2 separate regions of the Sus scrofa genome follow, and region 1 is linked to region 2. A link is a contact called in public Hi-C data. All regions are on one chromosome and are shown on one strand. The core of a region is the stretch at or near the end of the contact, and the rest is flanking DNA. Distances in the headings are between cores, read along the strand shown.

What was found. A called contact is a pair of places that touch in the nucleus more often than the background predicts.
Region 1: a Hi-C map of heart right ventricle shows a contact between it and region 2, with 2.1 times the contacts expected there. The contact joins two enhancer-like sites. A contact is called at or near these places in 3 of 47 Hi-C or Micro-C datasets (embryonic fibroblasts and heart right ventricle).

What each region holds. Positions count from the first base shown.
Region 1 is chr2:83,319,247-83,324,612 of Sscrofa11.1, forward strand. The region is part of intron 3 of LOC102160872 (a long non-coding RNA gene); the gene reads left to right. Among named protein-coding and RNA genes, the nearest start is that of TRNAR-UCG, 68 kb to the left of the region's middle. Within about 2 kb of position 1,870, at least 6 of the 83 cell types and tissues checked have an H3K27ac peak or open chromatin away from gene starts, as enhancers often do.
Region 2 is chr2:83,142,466-83,147,235 of Sscrofa11.1, forward strand. No RefSeq gene overlaps it. Among named protein-coding and RNA genes, the nearest start is that of TRNAR-UCG, 110 kb to the right of the region's middle. Within about 2 kb of position 2,441, at least 1 of the 83 cell types and tissues checked has an H3K27ac peak or open chromatin away from gene starts, as enhancers often do.

The sequences.
Region 1 (5,366 bases), core at 620-3,119, 180 kb after region 2:
CGTGTCCTAGGACCACTACTAAATGAGCGGCAGATCACAAGTCCCAAGGGTACAGTAATGGTGGTTGTCTTTCCTATCTAGAAAAGAATCCTAGGGACATTATTTCCTGTTCAATGGTGATGTTTTTGCACATGGTTCTACTAGGACATCAGTTGCAAGCTGTTTCTCTCTTCTGCGTGTTGAGTAGGGTATGTCTTTGTCACTTACAGTGCCATTTCTGGGGCCTGCCTCACCCAGCTGGGCTTATGCTCCCCACACTTTGGTGTCTGTGAGGGCTGGCTCTGCTTGAAGCATGGTCACCCAGGCTAGGAGAGTATAAGGGTGAAGGTGATGTATGCCAGGCGGGCTCAATCATTTGGTGTGGGGTCTGAGTCTTGCCTCTGAGATGCACTTTCTCCTGCTGCTGTGAGATCTACATTTACACGTAAGCAATGAAGGCCTCGGATGTGAGAGGAGCCATGGGTAGAGGTCTGGGAACTGCAGCCTTTCTTTCTGAATCACATTCTTGGAAAATAAAACCGTACTGGCTGTTAAGTGCTCAAAGAAGGATTCCCGAGGAAGCACCTAATCGCACTGCTTTTGTCAACCAGACTTAAATCCTTGTGCCTCTGGAGCCGTGGGAATGAGGGGAGAGTGTCCACTGCTCCCTGGCCCCTGAAGAGAAGCAATAGCCCAACTGGGGTAGATGGAGAGGAGGAACTGCATTTCTTATCTGCTTCTATTTTGTTTCTGGGGGTAGTTCCTTCTACTTTAGTTGGATTGAAAATTTCCTGAAGCTAGAGATACTTTTGCCACCCACCCTATCAAGGGCAGTCTGTCTCAGATGGAACCACCCCAGAGAACTGGGTCTAAGGCCTCCTGGCTGCCCTCTGTGTCACAGGGAGAGGGGCCGACCCGCTCACTGGAGCCCTTCAGTTCTCCCAGAGGCCATCAATGGCCTCTGTCCTGACTGCAGGTGGGGTTGGAGGCCAGAATGAGCTAGCAAGGGACACCGGGGGCCCAGCAGCTGCTTCCATCAGCAGGTTCTCCGTCTAGACCATGACTTTAAAGAAGGGGCCCTTCCAGAAACCAGTTGGAGAGACACTCGGGAACAAATCAAAGCTATCTAAGAGTAGGGGTACAGCTTTGAAACCGCCAGCAGCTGCTTTTCTGAAGGAAATAGAATTGGTTTGGCTAAATTGCCAGCCTCCTGTTGGCCATTCTTCACTACCAGTCAGTGACCATAACTTCAGAAGGGAGAGAAGAGTGGTGGAAACGATAGCTCTGGAGAGGGTGTGGGCCTAGAGGGTGGGACCAGGGGTAGAAGGCCACTCTCTCCTGCATTCCTACTTCCTGTAGTCAGAGAGGTTCAGGCTGTACTCTGTCCAGCTGCACGGCTTCAGAGTCTGGCCTGGAAAGATTGCCTTTGTCTAGTTCATATCTTTGTTCGGATCTCAGCTCAGTCCCTAAGTTCTCAAGAAACCTGCCCCAATATCCCTGATTATATTCAGTTTCTCTATTTAGGCTCCCAGAACCCCAGGCACCTGTCCATGAGCGCTCAAACCACAGGGATCATTTCCTTTCCTGTTTACCTCCCTCAATAGGCTGAAGTCCCCGAAGCAGGTCCTGTGTCTGCTCTGCTTACAGTTCTACCCCATCACCTTACACCATGTCCAGCACATGGCAGGTACCCAACACTTTCCAACTTACTGCTTAGGATAAGCTTTCTGTGCACACCTACACTTCATGAAGTCTTTGTCCCTTAAAAATGACTGCAAGCTGGATAGTGCTGGTGCCCATCACCACCCCCCCTCCCAAACATGCCCACACATAACAGGTTGTGAGCACTAACGTCCCTGCTGCGGTTGAGTACGAGTTATAAATAGAGCCACAGCCAATGCCTTGGAACATTGTGCCAGGAAACCAGCCAGCCTTCACCCATTTAACCTTCCACTACTATTCTAAGCCCCAGAGTCAGCCCATAATACGTTTGGGCCACAACGCATTAGAATAGAGACGTAGAGAAGGAATGACCTCTGGGACATGGAAAGAGATATGAAACCACAGGATTGTGCTTTGGGGAGGCCACGTATTAGAATAAATCCTTAAGGATCTAATCTCATCCTTGGAAACACTGTTACCAAACCATCTAGGCCTCTGACAAATGCTGGCTCCACCCCCACTTATTACAGCTGTCCACTGGCCAACAGTTAAGAGCAGCAGGGTTCTGTGCATTGGGTATCATTAGGTTAAAGGCACAGGCAGGCAAACAGATGCACTTGGAGATGGCCACAGTTTTCAGGCAGTGGAACCTCATGGAACGGACTCCACTCAGACCCTCCCAGGAGGGAAAAGGCTACAAAAATGCCATTAGTAGCTCAATGCCATTATGTTGCTGATGGAGTAGGCAGCAGGTCCAGAGAGGATTTGGAGGACTGGAAAAGCAGACTCCAGTCATACAGACCAGAGTATGTACTGGCACCACAAATCACACACTAACTCAGGCAATTAACTTTCTACTTTCTGTTTTCCTCATGCAAAAGAGGAATAAAAGAGCTGCCATGAGAATTTGTGAAGTAATTTGTGTAAAGTAGTTTGCCTAGACCTAGTGCTCAATAAATATTAGATATTAATATTAAGGATGAGGCACAGGTTGGAAAAGAAAGTCTATACATTTCTAAAGACCCAAATTAGCCCTTTTCCAAGTGATTTCCTAACTGAGGTACTGTACTCTTACGTATCTCCTTTTATTAAAACATCTTCCCTAAAATAGGCTCACCACTGCTGCACTCTGGTCCCTGCCTGCTTTCTTTCAGGTTCCCTGGTAAATGAGGTCTGGTTGCATGTTTTCAAAGCTGATTTTTTTTTGCTTTGAAATTACGCGTTTAAAAGAATTATTGGAAGGAACATTTGGGGGTAGTTTGGATACCATGAGTCAGGAGAAATTTGAGTTTACAGGATTATCGTCTTTTTTGTGTTGTTGAAAATTCCAGCAATTCATGAAAAAGTCTCTTTAAAGGTATGTTCAGGTCTGGAGAGACTAAAGCATAGTTTTCTTTAAATGATACGTCTTTTAGGACATTCCTTAAATGATTTGCTTTGTTTGAGGCTCTTTTAAGAAACCACATGTAATTATGTTCAAGTATTCAGAAGGTTAAGCCTCAAACTAGCAAATGCCAAGAAATTCGAAGTTCTGATTGCCACCCCATCCCTAATTCAGCAAGCGGGCCTTTGTTGCTCTCCTAAAGAGTGATGCCTTCAGAAAAGAATGTGAGCTGCAGAGTCCATGGCTTCTGGCTTCTCTCTGTAGCATTCCTTTCCATTATTTGGGCGGGTCTTTTGATATTAATCAATTCTAGTGTTTATAAACAATCTTGTCTAGGGAGAAAAGCATATACAGACTTTAAGGCCATCACTATGTGCTAATGATGGGGTGTTGTGAAACATTTTTCAGAGTCTAAGGATGAGTCAGATCTGGAAAATTCTAAAACCCAGTTCTCAATGGTTTATTCCTTATTTTGACTAACTCACTTCTCACATGTGTGTCCATGCCTCCTGCATGCCAGAAATATTGCTCTTACTAATCTCAAATAAGATCTCCATTGAATTCAGTATTCTAATTCATTCAGACTATTATGACCTTAGTTTTTTTTTTCTCCCTGTATCTGCTTAAATTATCACCAGTGTATAAAGCCTAAGCTGAAAGAAATAAGGTCATGCCTACAGGAAATCAGATTTCACACAATTGTGATTTGCAATTAAAGACAAAAATGTGTAACTATCCTACCACCAGTCTCTACACTGGATCCTCTTGAGCTTTTGGTGCTCAGAGAATTCCCGATGAATACCTATAATGTGAGTGGAAAAGCAAAGAATGGCTCAGGGAAAAAAGAGCGCCAGCCAGCCAGCCAGCCAGTAAATAGTGATGTCTAGTCTGAACCAGGTCTAATTCTAGGTGCTGAGGATACAGACGATGCTTGCCTGCATGTGGCTCATGTTGTGCTATGGTAACAGACAATAATGTGTAGTGTTTGGTGTCATCATGTAAAGTGGCAATGATGCAGAGGAAACAATACAATGAGGAAGAAGGAAAATCTTTTCTGAAAGCACAGGATAGGTGACTACAATTTATACAGAGAAGGTCAAGGTAGCCCTGCTAGTAGTTGTGCAAAGACCAAAGAACTGATTAGTGATCCATGTGGATATCTGAAGAAAAAAAGCATTCACAGCAGCTATGGACACCTGCAAAAAAGAGGTCAGCTTGGCCGGAGTGAGGCAGAGGGCAGAATGGCAGCAGTTAAGCACAGAGAGAAAGGTGAGGCAGTTGAAATCGTACCATGGGCCATTTGTAAGGACTTGGGCTTTTATTCCAAGTGAGAGAAAGCCATTGCTGTGTTGTGAGCAGGGGGTGGCAGGACCCAGTTTTTGCTTTAATCAGATCCCTTTGGATGCTGTGTTAAGAATGGGCTGAATGGGGGCAAAGGTAGAAGCAGGGTGACCAATTAGGGTGAGCAGGGGTCTAAGAAGCAGCCAGATCCTGGATCATTTTAAAGGAAGAACTGATGGGATTTGCCAAAGGATTAGATGTAGGTTGTGAGAGAAAGACAAGAATAACTCTAAGGCTTTTGGGCTTAAGAACCAAAGGATGGAACTGTCATGTTTTAAGAAAGGAAAGAAAGTGGGAAGGGGGTGAGGATTTGAAGATGGATGTGTTAAGTGTGCTGCCTATTAGACATGCAAATGGAGATGTCGAGTCGGCAGTTGGAGAGACAAATCTGGAATCCAAGGGAAAAGTTCAAGCTTGAGACATTTTTAGGTTTCTGTCAGCATTTGGATGATATATAGACCCAAGGCTGAGATCACTCAGGTAGTGAATGTAGGTGGCAAAGAAGTCTGAGGACTAAGCCCTATGGCATTTCTTAGCATTTGGAAGTATGTACATGATGCAACCCTGGATAATTGTGTTATTCATAAGTGTCTAATCCTGCATGGCTTAGAAAACCCTATTTTGTCAAATCAAGTAACTTGACATTGTCTTTCTCCAAATATTCGCAAACTAGAATGTTCCTGTGATAAAATAGTGTTTGACACTAAAATGGCAATAACTCTATAAAGTTTTCCATCTTCTTTGTGCTGAAGGAGTCTTCAGTCACTGGCTTTCGGAAGCAAGTTTCAAAAGCTTCTTTGTCAATGACTAGGCTAATGCTACACATCAAAGCATCATCATAAGACAGATCCAAATGTCTTTTTCATTGCGTACATGAAGGCAAGGGGATGTGGCCTCAAAACCAAGAGTGCAAACTCCAATCTTGTTTCTCTAAGAGAGAGCGTATTCATTATCTACAGCTGCCTAATGAATTGCCCCCCAAACTTAGTTGCTTAAAACA
Region 2 (4,770 bases), core at 1,191-3,690:
ATTCAACTGGAGTCTTTTCTAGGTAGGTGTTTGGGGGCCTCTTGAGTCATAAGTTTGTCCCAATTGTTGATATTTTATTCTTCAAATATGGAATCAAAGTTCCTTAAGCCAATGGGAAATCTATTTCTTGGGTAGCCCAGATACCTCCTGCATAAGGGCTGACGTGTACTGAGTAAAACCTTAGCTCTCTCCCTAGCACTGATACGATGGGATATGCTGCAGTGGGAATGATGGATTATTCATACCTGGAAGGTGGTCTGGAAAGGGAGAAACCAATCAGCACAATAATTGAGCATGCCTCATGTGCAGGGCACTCTGTTACGTTGTGACATCAATGCAAAGAAAGTCAGGATTCTGTCACGGCCTTGAGGAACTTGAAAGGGTTGGTCCCACCTTAGAGCGGCTGCAGGATTTGCAGCCTGCAGATGTGGCTTTGAGTCTCTGCTCCACCACTTGTGTGTGGCCTTGAGTAGGTCATATTTAAACTCTTGGAGCCTCTGGCATTTCTTTTGTAAGATGAGAGTAATAACAGCGTAGTGATGATAAATGAGGTAATGTCTACAAAAGTGTTTGGCACGATGGTTCATAAAGAGTTAAGAATCAATAAGTAGCACCCATCTCAACATTTTTACTAAGTGGCTGGTAATTCTAAGTCAAAAAAAAAAAAAAGTGGCACAGCAAGGATATGTGTGGGAGTTGAGTAGAAGAGCCAGTAAGCCACATGATGAAGCAGGGACCTGTAATTAACCTTGAAAGATGGTGGGAATCTGGGTTTTGAGAAGTGTGAAAGATGGGGAGGCCTAGGGAAATCTGCGGATGTGAGCGAGGCGGGGCTGGGCTGATGAAATAGTTTCAAGTTTGCCTGGAGAATGGCTAGCAGCCAATAATAGTGCAATGCTACTGCTGAGTTCTTCAAGCTTTTCATTTAATAATGATGGGGAGGAAGAATCATCATGGCCATTTGAAAGATTGGGAAGTAGAGATTGTGAGAAACTGTAAAGTGAGTTGGAAATCAATGCAGACGCCTTGGCTGGTATTGGGGCTCAGGGGTCCCCTGGCATGGGTGCTGGAAGAAGGCAAATTAGCTTTTTGTAGGGCACTTTGACAGAGTCTACTGATACTAATTCCCCTTGAGGTACTGATCCTGGAGAGAGAATGCATAGGCACTCAAAGAGGCATGAGGAAGGATGTTCACTGAGCAGGCCAAAAACTTGGATACAGTTCACATGTCTACTAATGATGGCGTAGGTCAGTACATGGGGTATTTAGCAGTGAAACATCATGAGGCAAACCTACGTCATTGCCATGGAATAATCTCCAGAGAAGCTGTTGAGTGAAAAAGAAAAGCTGCAGACCGTAAAATCACTATAATGCCGTTCATTTTTAAAATGATGTGGAGGAGTATTGGTGCGTGCACTCAAAGTATGGACAAAGCATCTGGATAGAGACAAACTATACACAGGGATTATCTCTGGGGAGTGGAGAGGTATCTATGGGAGAGGAGGGTATGTGTTAAAGACGTATTTACATTTCAGTCTACATAGTTTTGGCTTGAAATAATGCCCTTTGCAGCAATATGGATGGACCTAGAAATTATCATACTAAGTCAGACAAATATGCTGTCACTTAATATGTAGAATCTTAAAAAAAAAATACAAATGAACTTATTTGCAGAAGGAAACAGACTCACAGACTTTGAAAACAAACTTAGAATTACCAAAAGGGACTGATGAGGGGAGAGGAACGGGTCAGGGGTTTGGGATTGGCATATGCTCCCTATTGTATAAGGAATAGATGGGCCACTGGGACCTGCTGTATAGCACAGGGAACTCTCCCCAATATTTCTGTGATAACCTATATGGGAAAAGAATCTAAAGGATGGATGGGTGTATATGTATAACTGAATCACTTTGTTGTACAGCAGAAATTGTCACAACGTTGTAAATCAATGCTACTTCAGTAAACTTCAGCTACTCAAATTTGGGAACAAAAATTTTAAAGTATGTATGCTCCATCAATATTGCAGAACACTATAGGATTATTGAAATACGTGAAAATATGTTGTATAATGTGATTTGGTAAAAAATTGCCAATTAAGTGGGAAAATCAAGTTTCAAAGCAATATATACTATACATATATTGCTTTATAAAAGTTAGCATATACATAGCATAAACACATACATAGACATAAGTAAATACTAGGGAAGAAACACTCCAAATATTATCTCTGGATGATATTATGGGTATTTAAAAAAATATATTTCCTCCCTAGCCTTGTAGCCCTTAACTTTTGCCACAATAATGAGGTGTAACCAACCACACCAAAATTTGGTACCTTAGGACAACACTCTTTTCCTTAAAGCTGTGTGTCTGGGTCAAATGAACCAGGCAGAACTCAGCCTGGCTGGCAGGGGCTTCATGTTGCAGCCTGCGTCCAGGTCTGCTCTACGCATTTCCCTGTCCCTGGACGGCAGCCTAACCAGGGCATATCTTCTCCTGGTGATGACAGAAGGGCAAGGGAGCAAGTGGAAACACGTGCTCTCTCTTCAGGCTTTGGAATTGGCGCGCTGTCCGTTCTGCCCACAAGGCCAAGCCTAAACCACTCGTGGCGGGAGTGGGGGGGAGAGACTTTGTTCCTAGGGGAAGGATCTGCAAAGTCATTGCCAAGGGCAAGGACACAAGCAGGGGTAAAGTACAATAATTCTAATGCCATCTAGCACAACTGAGAGGCTTTCTAACTTCCCCCAGTGTGAATGTACATATACTACCTGTGATATATAAACATCATATTATTGGGCAACTGCTCAGAGAGTGGGTAGTAAAACAAGCAGTTGGGAGCTGAAGAACTCGGTTTAGGGCTTCTCTGACCTGTTGGATCATCTCATTTCACCCTGTCAGTCAGTGGTTCCCCCCGTGCCTTTGGGACATGCCTGAGAATAACTTCTGTTTAGACAACCGTGCAGGCCTCATCTTTTCTTACCAAACCTCTGTGTTCAGAGAGTTCATGTACCTTGGGAGAAAAAGGGTGAATGCTACATGACTTTCTGAGGAATTGAAAACCATGACCAAGAAAGGCATCCAGTCACTGTGCTGTAAGGTGACCAAATGGCAAATTTTCCAGAAGTCCTTTTTATAGTGTTTGGAAAATCTCAAATGAAACAACCAAATGCCTGATTTTCCAATCATGTTTTCTGGCTTCATCATGTGGCAGCAATGGCAGCCAGCAGACCACGGCCTCAAGGTACATGGCAAGGACAATTGATTGTCTCAAGTTATTGCTTCTTCCATGTCATACTGCACCAAAAATATACAATTAGAGGAATAAGAAATGATAAAAGCTCACCCACACTGCCCTCCTTGCTATCATAACTGTGCCCCAAAAGAGAATGCCACTTTTAGTTGTTTGAGACAGAAATAACCCCTCTAATTCCCCTCTGCCTACCCCAAGCTAAACTTCTGGCTCAGTTCCCCTGAGAGAAGCCTTTCAGGTGTGCAATAAATCTTCCACCAGCCTATCTTAAACCCCTTAAAGAAAAGGCATTTAACCCCATTTGTGGGGTGTTGGAGTGTGTGTGTGTACTTGTGTGTGAAGAAAATTTTTTTATGATGTAAATATTTATGGACATTTTAACCTTGCCCTCTAATCTTAGATGCGTCATGGCCAAATTTTCCTCTAAGTGCTTTCTTCGTAGATCACTTGGTGTCCCTTCCTTTTTTATTCTAATCTATCCGTCTCTTCCTTCTCACTCAGGTGCCCAGAGTGGAGGGTAGGATTATCTAGATCTTGCTGCCAGATTGTTTCCGGGCCCCACCTACTTTCATCGATATCAGAAATGAACCTGAAATCTTTAGGGGTTCAGGTCTCGCTACTTCACATAGACTCAAGGACACATTTAGCTCCAAAGACACATTTCCATGCTGAGTGGTCAGGCAAAAACATAAAAACCCTTCAGGCTTTTCCACCCAGAGGCTTCCATAGGCTTTATTGTTTGAGGAATCTGTCTGCACCCTTGTGCCTGCGGTTGAAGGGAGAGGAAGCACATGACAAAGGCTACACATTTCTCGGCTGCTTTGTCCCCAAATCTGTCCAGAGGTAATTAACCACACAGTTCTCGAAGGTTTGCATCTGATTAACTGCACATCTATACCTTACCTTAAAATATTTAGGGGAGGGAAAGACTTTTGGAGACAGTGCTTGGGAGAGAAATCGCCTGCCCTCTGCCCCTGCCTGCCACCACACCCTCCCCAAGCTACGCTGCGGCTCACCTTTTGTAGTTTGGTTCCCCTGGGAGGATCCACTGAGGCCTTTGAGAGGTGCAGGCTGTGCCCACCCCCAGCTGCCATCCCATCTCCCTTTGCAGGTGTATCAGACATACCCTGGGGATGTTTCTCTGAGGGAGGAACACAGTTCTCTAAGACACTCAGTGGCTCCCTTGATGATGGTGTTCAGGTCTGAATATGTATTCCCTTCAGAACTGCTCAAGATGGCCAGACAGCAGAGGCTGGAAGGGGCTGCTGAACCTGATAGAGACCCATCAGGGGGCTTTCTAGTGTGGGAAGTGATGATGCTGAAAAGAATGAATGAGCCCTACCTGATCTGGTACTTCTCAACAAAAGAAAGAAAAATGCTTTCTGGAATCCTGAAAACACAATGGAGAGGGTCTAGGAGAGGCCAGTTCTTCAGGATGTATATTTTGAAGTTGGCACTGCGTCACCTAGAGCGCCTCTTCTGGTTCTCTGCTTTTGGAAGACATCATTTGGGGATGGGGG